Regions from separate parts of the Cyprinus carpio genome. Here region 2 is linked to region 1. Evidence: chromatin contacts called from public Hi-C data. All regions are on one chromosome and are shown on one strand. The core of a region is the stretch at or near the end of the contact, and the rest is flanking DNA. Distances in the headings are between cores, read along the strand shown.

What was found. Hi-C and Micro-C count contacts between places; a contact is called where the count stands out from the background.
Region 2: a Hi-C map of skeletal muscle shows a contact between it and region 1, with 2.8 times the contacts expected there. The contact joins two enhancer-like sites. A contact is called at or near these places in 5 of 8 Hi-C or Micro-C datasets (liver and skeletal muscle).

Annotation. Positions count from the first base shown.
Region 1 is chrA22:15,318,533-15,325,474 of ASM1834038v1, reverse strand. No RefSeq gene overlaps it. Among protein-coding and RNA genes, the nearest start is that of LOC109100549, 18 kb to the left of the region's middle. Within about 2 kb of position 5,509, at least 1 of the 8 cell types and tissues checked has an H3K27ac peak or open chromatin away from gene starts, as enhancers often do. A contact at or near this core is called in skeletal muscle, where this site is marked.
Region 2 is chrA22:15,369,965-15,377,632 of ASM1834038v1, reverse strand. No RefSeq gene overlaps it. Among protein-coding and RNA genes, the nearest start is that of LOC109100549, 34 kb to the right of the region's middle. Within about 2 kb of position 5,407, at least 2 of the 8 cell types and tissues checked have an H3K27ac peak or open chromatin away from gene starts, as enhancers often do. A contact at or near this core is called in skeletal muscle, where this site is marked.

The DNA of each region.
Region 1 (6,942 bases), core at 4,260-6,759:
GGCTGGCACAGATAGAGCTGATAATGCATGGGTGGAATAAGGCCTAAAGTCTGAGTGTCATAATCACCATCAGATCGTGCAGGGCTGGTAACGCTACACATGGACCTGTGCCAGATTTAGCAGCTCTGTGTAAGGACACACTCTTAAAGAGACAGATACAGCCCACAGCAAACATATGGGACACAGATTGAGATAAAGGCAGCGACAGACAAATTGGACCATACTATAATACTGTCAAAAAAATCTAGTTAAATGGTGACACTCATGTCCAAATTGCTGGAGAATTTAAAAAAAAAAAAAAACTATAGCCTCAAATATTTCTTACTGGCTAATTTTAACATTAAAATGCTTTATTCTTAAACACAATGGTAATCTGGTTGCTAAAGATAATACTTATCATATTACATATCATATTTTAATTTAAACTTTGCGATATCCAACCCGATCTCAAGGGAAAACGTAACTATTTTTAAAAGGTGGCAATTTCGTACGAATTGATGTAATGTCACAGGGCTATATTCAGATTGTACGAAAATGTACGAATGAGATTTCATACGAATTAGCTACCAATTCGCCAAAACTAAAATAGTTACGAATTGCCATGAGATTGTGTTGAGAGAGATTAATTCGAAAAACGCTGGATGAAAATATTAAAATGCAAAAAAAAAAAAAGTACACATAAAATATAAGCACTTCCTAGAACTGTCTGATACAGATATATCTGTCACCAATATGAAATTCGTCAGAATTTGTATTTGCAATCTAAACTGCGAGTAATTTATTACTACTATAAGCAACAGTGACAATTTTGTTCTCTTGAGCACGAGATTTAATTGCAGCTTTAAAGCCTGTTCATGCCATTTTCATGAAAATTTGTGCAATTTGCATCAAAAAAGGTTTCTTCCTTTGATATTAACTGCCGCTTAGCGAAATACCACTAGTCAGTTTTATGTAACTGTAACATCAGCAGCTCTGGGCATGTGACCAAAAGTACAAATCTTATTGGTTCTTAATGCGATGGAATAAAAATCCTTCTTTTTGCTGGCATGCAAATGTACGTGTCAGTCTGAACAGGCACATTAACAGCTAATTTATATTAATATTTCAATTAATGTTTGTCGCACCAAATATTTGTCTTTTTCCCCAATATATTTAGAATTATTTTATATTTAGCAGTTGATATTGTTAAATTAAGTAGCTACTGTATATTTAATATTAATATTATAATCATTTATTATTATTAATTAAATTCGCAACTTTAAAATTGAAACTTTGTGATTCCTAAAATTTACGTATTCTTGGAGCTTTGCTTGAATCGTTTTGGACTATATTCATGACAGAATGTGCACAGTACTGAAAAAAAATCTGGATTGAACACAAATGCATACTATTACACATACAATCACAGTGCTTATTATTCATAAATATCTAGATTTCCAATGAGTGAGTCACATACACACATAAGATGATGAAAAAAACGACTTTTTCACCAATAAAACTGGCAACACTCTTAAGATCCTACAGTTTCCATCGCAGTTTGTAATCACCACATTCATCCCTGAATTCAATCAGACCGTTAATCTGAACAGTATCTTAACTCTTTAATCGGTTTTGGGTCATGACCTAATCTCGCTGTGACTAATGTCTTCCCCTCAGACAACATATCTGACACATATCGCATGACTCAGTGCCTGCAGGCTTCACAAACATGGACAAGCATGACAGATAATTCAGATGTTCTACTTTCACAAGTATTTTTAGGTTACGCATCCATGACGTTCAGCTGCTCTTGGAAATGTACTGTAGATATAATGGTTTCTCCCTCATTGTGCAGTACTGTGTCAATATTGTCTGTCTGTCTTTGTGAAGTCCTCTGCTCAGACAGCGCTCAGTAGAGGGAAGCCTAGCCAGCTAGAGTAAGAGACCACTCAACTGCACCATGACTGTCAGTGTGTGTGTGTGTGTGTGTGAGAGAGGGAGAGAGAGATCACAGTAACACTCAAGCATCCGCTGTGAGCTTGGTGTTTTCACAGCACAGAAAATACACACACATACAGACGTTTAAAGCTAAATTAGCGAGAACCTCTCACTGACATTTTCAAATCCTCTCATAGTTTTGATACTTAGATAATGATATTTAATATAACTTACCCGGATCTTAACTCTCCAAATATGTTAATATATAATAATAATAATAATGTAAATGTTATAGAGTGCTTTTTGTAGGCTCATCTGCCCATTTTCCACTTTCACACATGTAGTTTTTACTGGATGTCACAATCATTCACAACCTCCGTCAAGAAAAATACTGAATTAACTTTTTGACACTCAGCATATTCCATTTTCGTCCATTCTTTAAAACACAAGATTTAAACCCCTGATGCAATTGTACTTGAAAATAACTTACTAAAAACTAAATATGTATTTTCTTTTTAAATTAGATGTGCTTAGCGATTTGTTAAATCCACCTCATTAGCTTGCTAAAGCTACTAGCCGGAAACAAAATAGCAAAAAAGCTTTATACTTGATTTTCAGTAGGAAAACTTTACTGCTAAGTCGTGTATCTATTGATTAAATGACATGTTAACTTGAGGCTGTGAAGGACTGAAGTACATTTTGTCATGCTGTTGTGAACCAAGTTGTTGTTCTGGTGAAAATTAAGCATTAAAATGCATTTCAGTATATTGTTAAGAATAACTTGGCCAACAAAAGTTTAAAAATGTAGTTTTAGTGGCCTAAATATTGTCTGGAATTTTTTGCTATTGGTTTCACATTGTTGAGATGTCATTTGAAAATGTTTGCCTTTATTTCATTCTTCTTTTGTTTTTGCATGTTTTGCAATTGACAGAAATAAATACTTATTTACATCAAAGCAGGGGCCTGAGTTGTAAAATTATGTAGTGAAAAATTATTCAAATTTTAACAAGACATTATAATAAACTTATAATTAGCAATTGTAAATTTACTAATATTTTAGCGTTTTTTTCTTACAAAATTTTCTTACATTTTAGTAATATGTTGATATTAGCTAATGAATGAACGAGAAAAGAATAAAACTACACTTTTTTTTGTAAAATTGCAGAAAAAAAACTTAAGTTGACGGATGAAGGATGGATTGAGCCATATATAGTAAAAAAATATATATTTTTAGAAAGAATGTATTAAATTTTAAACTAGTGTAAATTAGATTTTTTATTCATTAAACATTTTATAAAATTTTTAGCAATATGTTTATATTATCTAATGAATAGATTTACACTGAATGGGGACACTTGAGCCATCAATAGAGAGACTTATATGAGGGCTCTTTTCACTTGGGACAGAAAGTTACCAACACCCTAGCATCCACCTAGAAACCCAAACGACTGCATAGCAATGGCCTGGCAACCACATCCTAGCATTCCCCAGAAAATGTAAAAATCTATTTTTTCCCCTGATAATGTCCAATCTGGAATGTACAATTACTTTGTGGTTTCTTGAGATAAAATAAAATGTGCTTGTTTAATCGAAAGTAAGAAGGCCACCTATTTCCTTCTCATTTTAACATTTGGAGAAGTTAAAAACCATCAGCTGCTTCCAATCCTCCTTTCATCCTGCCATCAAAACTTCATCTAAAAATATCACGCAGTAAACAAATGTTCTGTGTCCACAAAAAGAGGAACATCTCTAAAATAAAATGTGAAATGTGAATTGTGAAATGCAGTGTTGTCCCTCCGGTCCTTGGTTGTTGTTTTATTTAGATTGCGGTTGCCATAGAGGTGTCTGGTGTTAAAATACACTGATGGTTTGAGATATTTTAACCCATCTCAGCACGGAGTGCATGGTGTTAATTGGATCCTTGACCTCTGACCTTCTCTCACTCTATCTGGATTTGTATGTCTCACAGTTTTTGTTTTTCTCCCAAAACCCCTCAGCACAACTCTGTTTAATCCTGGCTGTCAATGCAACTTCCTGTTAGAATACACATTAGGCTTTAATTTACTCTCCTGTCATCTCTTTTAGTTACTAGGCCCTTTCTCGCCATTTCCCTTGTTCCCATTTGATCATGTTGAGATACTTCTGGTTTGTGTGTGTGTGTGTGTGTGTGCGCGCTGTGCCATACCCACCTCAGAAGCTGATTATGTGAGGACTTTATCAGGCCACCATGACTCAGCTCAGTACAGCTGACTAATGAAGTGTCTGCTCCACGGCACATTTATTACAGCTGAGCGATTACAGCCATATATATACACAACTGACACACCACATGGGGGAACCTGCAAATATCGGACGTGTTTTTATACACATGCTATACAATCTGCATTGTATAAAGTGCTATATATGAAAATTATTTTTTTTTACCAGTAAAATGAATTAGCTAATGAATCACATTTACCTTATCTGTAAAATATATTCACTTATATCCTGTAATGTCGTTATATCCTGTAACATTGTTGCTGCATATATATATATATATATATATATTATAGTAAACTTACAGGTAACACAGCTGCCAGTTTTTATTTTTATTTTTTTGTAACATTTATCAAATAAATAAATAAATAATATATGAACTACACTCTAAACATGTTTTCAAAAATAAAGAGAAAAGAATTTAACCGTTTTATCTGTTAATTAGTTAAATGTAAGTTATTTTAGCTTCTATACTGAAAAAAAAATTATATATGGACAGACAGACAGACAGACACACACACACACACACACAGAGGAGACAGACAGACAGATGACAGACAAACACACACACACACACACACACACACACACACACACACACACACACAGAGGAGACAGACAGACAGACAGACAGACAGACAGAGAGAAGACAGACAGACACACACACACACACACACACACAGAGGAGACAGACAGACAGATAGAGGAGACAGACAAAGACAGACAGACAGAGACAGACAGAGAGAAGACAGACAGACAGAGAAGACAGACAGACAGACAGACAGACAGACAGACAGACAGAGAGACAGAGAGACAGACAGAGGAGACAGACACAGACAGAGAAAAGACAGACAGACAGACCGACAGACAGACAGACAGATAGACAGACAGAGGAGACAGACAGACAGACAGACAGACAGAGGAGACAGACAGAGAGACAGACAGACAGACAGACAGACAAAGGAGACAGACAGACAAAGGAGACAGACAGATAGACAGACAGACAAAGGAGACAGACAGATGAGACAGACAGACAGAGACAGACAGACAGACAGAGAGAGACAGACAGACAGAGACAGACAGACAGACAGACAGACAGACAGACAGACAGAAACAGACAGACAGACGACACACACACACATAAACATACAAACAAACGATTGATACAGACAGACAGACAGACAGATAAATATTCAATTGATTGATTGATTGATTGACTGATTAAAGATCTTTGAAAATTCCCAATCATTAAGCAACCAAGACTTTATGACCAATGACTAAACATTTCTGAAGTTTTGATTCGGAGCCCAGACTTGAAGACATGATTTCACTGAAATGGCATTAGTGTTGTCTAAGAAACAGCAAGACAGTGGAAACAACAGTGGCAAAGGTGACTTAAAAGCACTTGGAGGAGTATAGCGCAAGAATGCAGGTGCTACTGTTCAACACCCGTACCTAATGCACACACACACACACACACACACACACACACACACACACACACTCCTGGCCCATCTGCATCACGTATTTACACCAAGTTTAGAAAAACAGGAACATTGTGCTCATGAAAATATCTGCTTCCCTTTTGTCCATCCCCTCCAGCACAAGACAAAGGCATTTTTCATGAGTGAGCATGAAGGATGTGTACTCAGACGTTTGGGGAACTCAACATGAAAAACAAGTTCATGTTTACGCGTCAACATGAAAAACAAATTTATGGGTGACCCCATTTGTGCGCTTCACGGTGAGGGTCACAGTGCCGCAACTCACCATTAAAATTGTTTGTGGCATGTTTGTGAGTGCATGTGTGTGCGTGTGTGTGTGAGTGTGTACGCTGATATTTGTCCCATGTTTTCCATTTCTTGGAAAGGAAATGGTACCTAGCGACAAGATGAAAACACAGGAAGTGCAAGCTGAGTTCCTCACATTCCAGCATTGTCTCTATGTGCAGACACACACACACACACACACACACACACACACAGACTCATTTGTAAACTACAAAGCAAAAGCATACACACATAGCACCTGTATGATGATAAACATCACAAGTCTTTCCTAAGGGCTGCCGATTTAATATTAATGTTATTATATTATATTATATTATATTATATTATATTATATTATATTATATTATATTATATCTAAAATAATGTTAATTATAAAATTTGATTTGCTCATGTTCTTGCATCTGAACCAAAGAACCTCTGATTTAGATATTTTGTGTGTAAATATAAACATTATTATATTATATTACATTATATTATATTATATATGAAAACTTCATAATATTTAATATCATTAACAAACCACATTAGCATCTCAAATTTGCTTATATTTAACTATGTGAACCAATAATATGTCCATCTAAACCTTGAATTTGCATATAATGCTCAGGTCATCAGCATAACGAATGGATGATGTCACATTTAAGTCTTTTTAATGAAGTTGACCCCGAGCCCCGTTGCCACACACACACACACACACACACACACACACACACACACACACACACACACACACACACACATCATGCATTTCTGCTCATTTTAATGGAAAGCAAATCTCTGTGGACTTGCATAAGCCTATGATCTTTCTCTATCTCTCTCTTCTGAGTACTGTGAGTGATGTTATTTTCTTAAAAAAGCCTCAAGTGAAGCATCTGTTCTCTCCTCATTATTTTCACCTTTTCTTTCTGTGACAATAATTAATCATAAATTTTTGCAAAGGACACTCAAATCAGAACTCCTTTGAGTTGTTTATATGATA
Region 2 (7,668 bases), core at 4,158-6,657, 52 kb before region 1:
TGTGTTTTAAACGTTGCCATTATTTATGTTCTATGGCCTGTCAACACACCGAATGACAGATTCAACATCTCTCTGAGACAATGTACTCAATCTGCATGCATGTGGGATTTTCCCACAGCTTATGTAAACAATCCTTCATACTGGGTCTTCTCCACACGTTTACTCGTCTCCGCAGTAGTAAAGAGTTTTCATGAGTCTGTCTGAACGTGTGACAGGATGTGAACATGATCGTGTGCAGATGGGACACACATGGCTGACTGTGACCATGTTATTAGTTACACACATGACCCATGACATGAGAGAACACGAGAGAGAGAGAGAACTTCAAGTACTGACACAAATTTTCCATGGTAGCTATAATTACTGCCTATTATAAATGAAAACAGGATCACTTTCAACAGTGTTTAAAATGTGAGAGTACAAGGCAGTTAAAAAAAGCAGCATATTACAGGGCCGGCACATCATGTAATAAATAAACAAAAAACAAAAAAAAGATAAATATTGTGTCCATGAATTAAGAATTATTTTTAAATCACAGCCACGTTGTACTAATTCATTCCATCTACATATAACCTCAGAATTGCATGAAAAATAGTCATAATTGTAAGATATAAACTCAGAATTGTGAGGAAAAAAAAAATCAGAATTATGAATTTGTCGTAATTCTGACGTCTTTCTTTGAACTGTGAGAAAATTCATAATTGTGAGTTGTATACTGTAAAAAAAAGGTCATAAATATGAGATATAAACTCAGAATTGCAAGAAAAAATTTTTATTATCCAAATCTACTGCAATGATTTTTTTCTATGTAAGCTTCACTTTCACTTATTTGCATGCCTTGTATCACTGCTTATTATTTTGCAATAATCACTGACTGAACAATTTCCCTTATATATCAATGATAAACAGTGCTGACAAGAACGTTGCTTTTTGTTAGCCAGTGAAAGGAGTCTGTACAGATGTCCACCCATGTGTAATTCTTTTGTCAAAGCAGAGATTGCATATGCCTCCAATTTCAAGTATTTGAAAAGACTGAGATCACACAGACATATTAGTTATTCCACCCTTATAATTGGTGAGACTGACTGCAGCTTTCCTGCCTCCTGCTATCCAGCAACTACATGTTGTGACATGGAAAATGTCCAGAGAATGTGTAACATTTTCTTTCTTTCGAGCATAGTGGCCATTGGTCAGATTTACACATTTCACATTTTCACCGTTATTGCCCAGGAGAAAAAATAAATAAATAAATATACAGTTCTTTAACACATGTAGACCTTATAACAGTGCATGATAGTAAAATAATATCCAGCCCTCAGTAGTAACAACAATGTGTGCAAGTTAATGCAATAAAATGTTGTTTCTTCATTGTATACTAGAGGGCGCCCTTGATCTTTATATATAAATTCAATAGGACAGGCCATTCAGATATCTTCAGAGTTGAGTATAAAAACAGGGTGTGTTTGTTACTTTGATCAACACTTGTCATGCTCATACCAGCCTTATTGTTCCTTAGCTTGTAGTTTGTTTTATAAAATCAGGCTTTGTGTGCATGAGGATGTTTGATCTCAGATCTCATCCTCAGGGCAAGGGTGAATTATATTTTGACTCAGTGTATTTTTGTATGTGTGTCTGGGATGTTGAACTTGGCATTTGTGGTGGTGTGGTCTTGGCGTGAAGATGCTCGCAAGTTTATGTTAGCAGGTCAGCAATCCAGGAGGACACAATCCGTAAATAACTACCGGAGACAGACTGGAACATTCATCTGTACCTCCACCTCTGTCTGAACTGTTCCAATTACTAGAGATCTACATTTACTCACTGAATACACAATCCCAGCTAACTAACATTAAACAGGTATGTGCTTTACATACTGCATAAGTAGTGGTGGATCTTTAAAAGTGCAACCTGCAGCTTAGAAACCACACAACAATACCCTAGCAACCAACCAGAACACTATAGCAACTGCATCGCTATTTTAGCAAAGCCAAAAAAAAAAAAAAAAAAAATCAGAATGGCTTAGTAACTGCATAGCAATGCCTAAACAATCACCCACAACAACTAAGCAACACCACAACATGATGCACAAATAACCACATAGCAACACCCTAGAAATCACCCAAGCAACCACCCATAACTTCACAGCAAAGTTAAAACCAATCAGAAGAGCTTAGTAACCACATAGCAACCACCTACAACATCATAGCAAAGTTAAAACCACTCAGAAGAGCTTAGTAACCACATAGCAACCACCTACAACATCATAGCAAAGTGAAAACCAATCAGAAGAGCTTAGTAACCACATAGCAACCACCTACAACATCATAGCAAAGTTAAAACCACTCAGAAGAGCTTAGTAACCACATAGCAACCACCTACAACATCATAGCAAAGTGAAAACCACTCAGAAGAGCTTAGTAACCACATAGCAACCACCTACAACATCATAGCAAAGTGAAAACCAATCAGAACAGCTTAGTAACCACATAGCAACCACCTACAACATCATAGCAAAGTTAAAACCAATCAGAAGAGCTTAGTAACCACATAGCAACCACCTACAACATCATAGCAAAGTTAAAAAACCACTCAGAAGAGCTTAGTAACCACATAGCAACCAACTACAACATCATAGCAAAGTTTAAAACCACTCAGAAGAGCTTAGTAACCACATAGCAACCACCTACAACATCATAGCAAAGTTAAAACCAATCAGAAGAGCTTAGTAACCACATAGCAACCACCTACAACATCATAGCAAAGTTAAAACCACTCAGAAGAGCTTAGTAACCACATAGCAACCACCCTACAACATCATAGCAAAGTGAAAACCACTCAGAACAGCTTAGTAACCACATAGCAACCACCTACAACATCATAGCAAAGTTAAAACCACTCAGAAGAGCTTAGTAACCACATAGCAACCACCTACAACATCATAGCAAAGTTAAAACCACTCAGAAGAGCTTAGTAACCACATAGCAACCACCTACAACATCATAGCAAAGTTAAAACCACTCAGAAGAGCTTAGTAACCACATAGCAACCACCTACAACATCATAGCAAAGTTAAAACCACTCAGAAGAGCTTAGTAACCACATAGCAACCACCTACAACATCATAGCAAAGTTAAAACCACTCAGAACAGCTTAGTAACCACATAGCAACCACCTACAACATCATAGCAAAGTTAAAACCACTCAGAACAGCTTAGCCAAACCACATAGCAACCACCTACAACATCATAGCAAAGTTAAAACCACTCAGAACAGCTTAGTAACCACATAGCAACCACCTACAACATCATAGCAAAGTTAAAACCACTCAGAAGAGCTTAGTAACCACATAGCAACCACCTACAACATCATAAGAGCTTTAGCAAAGTTAAAACCACTCAGAAACAGCTTAGTAACCACATAGCAACCACCTACAACATCATAGCAAAGTTAAAACCACTCAGAACAGCTTAGTAACCACATAGCAACCACCTACAACATCATAGCAAAGTTAAAACCACTCAGAAGAGCTTAGTAACCACATAGCAACCACCTACAACATCATAGCAAAGTTAAAACCACTCAGAAGAGCTTAGTAACCACATAGCAACCACCCTACAACATCATAGCAAAAAACCACTCAGTTAAACCACTCAGAAAGAGCTTAGAAAGCTTAGTAACCACATAGCAACCACCTACAACATCATAGCAAAGTTAAAAACCACTCAGAACAGCTTAGTAACCACATAGCAACCACCTACAACATCATAGCAAAGTTAAAAACACTCAGAAGAGCTTAGTAACCACATAGCAACCACCCTACAACATCATAGCAAAGTTAAAACCACTCAGAAGAGCTTAGTAACCACATAGCAACCACCTACAACATCATAGCAAAGTTAAAAACCACTCAGAAGAGCTTAGTAACCACATAGCAACCACCTACAACATCATAGCAAAGTTAAAAAAAAATACTCAGAACAGCTTAGTAACCACATAGCAACCACCTACAACATCATAGCCAAAGTTAAAACCCACTCAGAAGAGCTTAGTAACCACATAGCAACCACCTAAAACATCATAGCAAAGTTAAAACCACTCAGAAGAGCTTAGTAACCACATAGCAACCACCTACAACATCATAGCAAAGTGAAAACCACTCAGAACAGCTTAGTAACCACATAGCAACCACCTACAACATCATAGCAAAGTTAAAACCAATCAGAACAGCTTAGTAACCACATAGCAACCACCTACAACATCATAGCAAAGTGAAAACCACTCAGAACAGCTTAGTAACCACATAGCAACCACCTACAACATCATAGCAAAAGTTAAAACCACTCAGAAGAGCTTAGTAACCACATAGCAACCACCTACAACATCATAGCAAAGTGAAAACCACTCAGAACAGCTTAGTAACCACATAGCAACCACCTACAACATCATAGCAAAGTTAAAACCACTCAGAACAGCTTAGTAACCACATAGCAACCACCTACAACATCATAGCAAAGACTAAAACCACTCAGAAGAGCTTAGTAACCACATAGCAACCACCTACAACATCATAGCAAAGTGAAAACCACTCAGAACAGCTTAGTCAGAAGAGCTTAGTAACCACATAGCAACCAAAAAAATACCAAAAATAAAACTACAAACAAAAACCAAAAAACCAAACAACAACATAGAAAAAAACAACCAAAAACAAAACACAAAAAGCAAATCTTAAAAACCACTCAGAACAGTCAAGGCACCATATAGCAATGCCCTAGCAACCATTTGTAATACCACAGCAATGCATAAAAAAGCCTAAACATTTGGGCTATCTTCATAACCACATAGCAATTCCCTAGCAACCACTCAAAACACCAGAGCATTGCATAGCAAAGCTTAAAAGAGCAGTTACACAGAAAAGTTTAGTAACCACATATCAACACCCTAGCAACTGCCTAGAACATAAAAACAACTGCATTGCAAAGCTAAAAAAAAAACACTCAGCTTAGTTACTACATAGTAGTGCCATAGCAACCACAGAACAAAACTTAAAAAAAAAAACCCTCAGCAGAATTTAGTAACCACGAAGAAATAGGGAATAATGCTTTTATGTTACTATTTCTGAGTTCAGTCTGTCGCCAGTCAGTCAGTACAAAGAAAAAAATCATTTGATTTTTTTTTTTTCCTCAAAAAGACAAATGACTACATAATGTGAAGTCCCCATCCTACATTCCACCCGTCAGTCAAAAGTTATTGGTTGCAATTGTGTAATTGTCTTCAAACAGACACATCTCAAACTCTTTCAGCCTGTGTTCTGTCAGACACTAAATCTCAATGTGGGCCAGACAGGCTTGCTGCAGGACGCAGTGCTGGATATGTGACCTTCTCAAGTCTAAACTGTGTCGTCTGTGTGAGGGAGGACGTGCGCTATTTTTACACAACGACAAATTGTGAAGGAAATGAAGCGAGAGGGAGGGTTGAGAGTGGGCGACAAGACCTGTAAACTCTTTGAAGCGAGACCTATAAGAGAGAAATTTCACAAATGAGATATCTTTAATATTTTTCATAGATTACTTGATCTAAAAAAGGTTTTCCTAAATTAACTGTAGCAACCAATGAAGGCTTTTTGGTGAAGATTTCCTGCTTTTCAAATGTTTCAAGTCTCACATATGTACTGTTAAATTTTAAAAAAAAACCAATAAAAACCTTTCCCAACCTTTTAAATAAAACAAAAATCAACAATCAGAAATCATAGATCTCAGTATGAAGTCTGATTTTTCTCATTATTTCCAAGACCAAACTATTTGAGCCATGCTGTCAAAATAAATTTTACCGGTATGCTCTTTCCTGATCAAGCAACAAAAAGTATAATTGGGCATTTGATCAGTGTATAGGCTGAGCTAGCTGACTATTCGGCTAGTGGTATGCTAAGCTAGTACCCACACAATAAGTTTAGCTTGCAAAATAGAGTTTCTCAGAGCAACTGTGTTGCACAAATGTCTTGCATTCCCCCAAGAAATGTTGCGTTCACTGGCAAAATGTTTGCGTTCTCTTGTGAAACTTTACGTTCACTCACAAAATGTTTGTGTTTCCTATTGAAACTTTACGTTTACTCACAAAATATTTATTTTCTCTATAGAAAATTTACGTTCACTCACAAAATGTTTGTGTTCCCTATTGAAACTTTACGTTTAATAACAAAATATTTATTTTCTCTATAGAAACTTTACACTCACTCACAAAATGTTATTTTTTAAACTCTATTACGCACAAAATTACACAAAACTTTACGTTCACTCACAAAATGTCTGTGTTCCCTATTGAAACTTTACGTTTAATAACAAAATATTTATTTTCTCTATAGAAACTTTACACTCACTCACAAAATGTCTGTGTTCCCTATTGAAACTTTATGTTTACTCACAAAATATTTATTTTGTCTATAGAAACTTTACATTCACTCACAAAATATTTGTGTTCCCTATTGAAACTTTGTTTACTCACAAAATATTTGTTTATTCTATAGAAACTTTACGTCACCACAAAATGTTTGTGTTCTCTATAGAAACTTTACGTTTACTCACAAAATATTTATTTTCTCTATAGAAACTTTACGTTCACTCACAAAATATTTATTTATTGAAACTTTACGTTTACTCTCACAAATATTATTTAATAGAAACTTTACGTTCACTCACAAAATATTTATGAAACTTTACGTTTACCCTATTGATTCTATAGAAACTTTACGTTTACTCTCACAAAATGTTTGTTCCCTATTGAAACTTTATTTACTCACAAAATATTTACATTCTATAGAAACTTTACGTTCACTCACAAAATTTTGTGTTTCCCTATTGAAACTTTACGTTTACTTACAAAATATTTATTTTCTCTATAGAAACTTTACGTTCACTCACAAAAAATTTATTTTCTCTATAGAAACTTTACGTTCACTCACAAAATATTTGTGTTCCCTATTGAATTGAAGTTTGCATACAGTAGTGAAACTTTGCATCCCCCCTTTGTTTACTCAAAACTTTACGTTTACTCACAAAATATTTGTGTTCCCTATTGAAACTTTACATTTACTCACAAAATATTTGTGTTTCCTATTGAAACTTTACGTTTACTTACAAAATATTTATTTTCTCTATAGAAACTTTACGTTCACTCACAAAATCCCCTATAGAAACTTTACGTTTACTTACAAAATATTTAAATTCACTATATAAACATAAACTTCAATCACAAAATGTCTGTGTTCCCTATTGAAACTTTACTCACAAAATATTTATTTTCTCTATAGAAACTTTAAATTCACTCACAAAATATTTGTGTTCCCTATTGAAACTTTACGTTCACTCACAAAAATATTTATTTTCTCTATAGAAACTTTAAATTCACTCACAAAATATTTGTGTTCCCTATTGAAACTTTACGTTTACTCACAAAATATTTGTGTTCCCTATTGAAACTTTACATTTACTCACAAAATATTTATTTTCTCTATAGAAACTTTAAATTCACTCACAAAATATTTGTGTTCCCTATTGAAACTTTACATTTACTCACAAAATATTTATTTTCTCTATAGAAAACTATTTTACGTTTACTCGTGTACAAAATATTTGTGTTTTCCTATTGAAACTTTACTTTACTTACAAAATATTT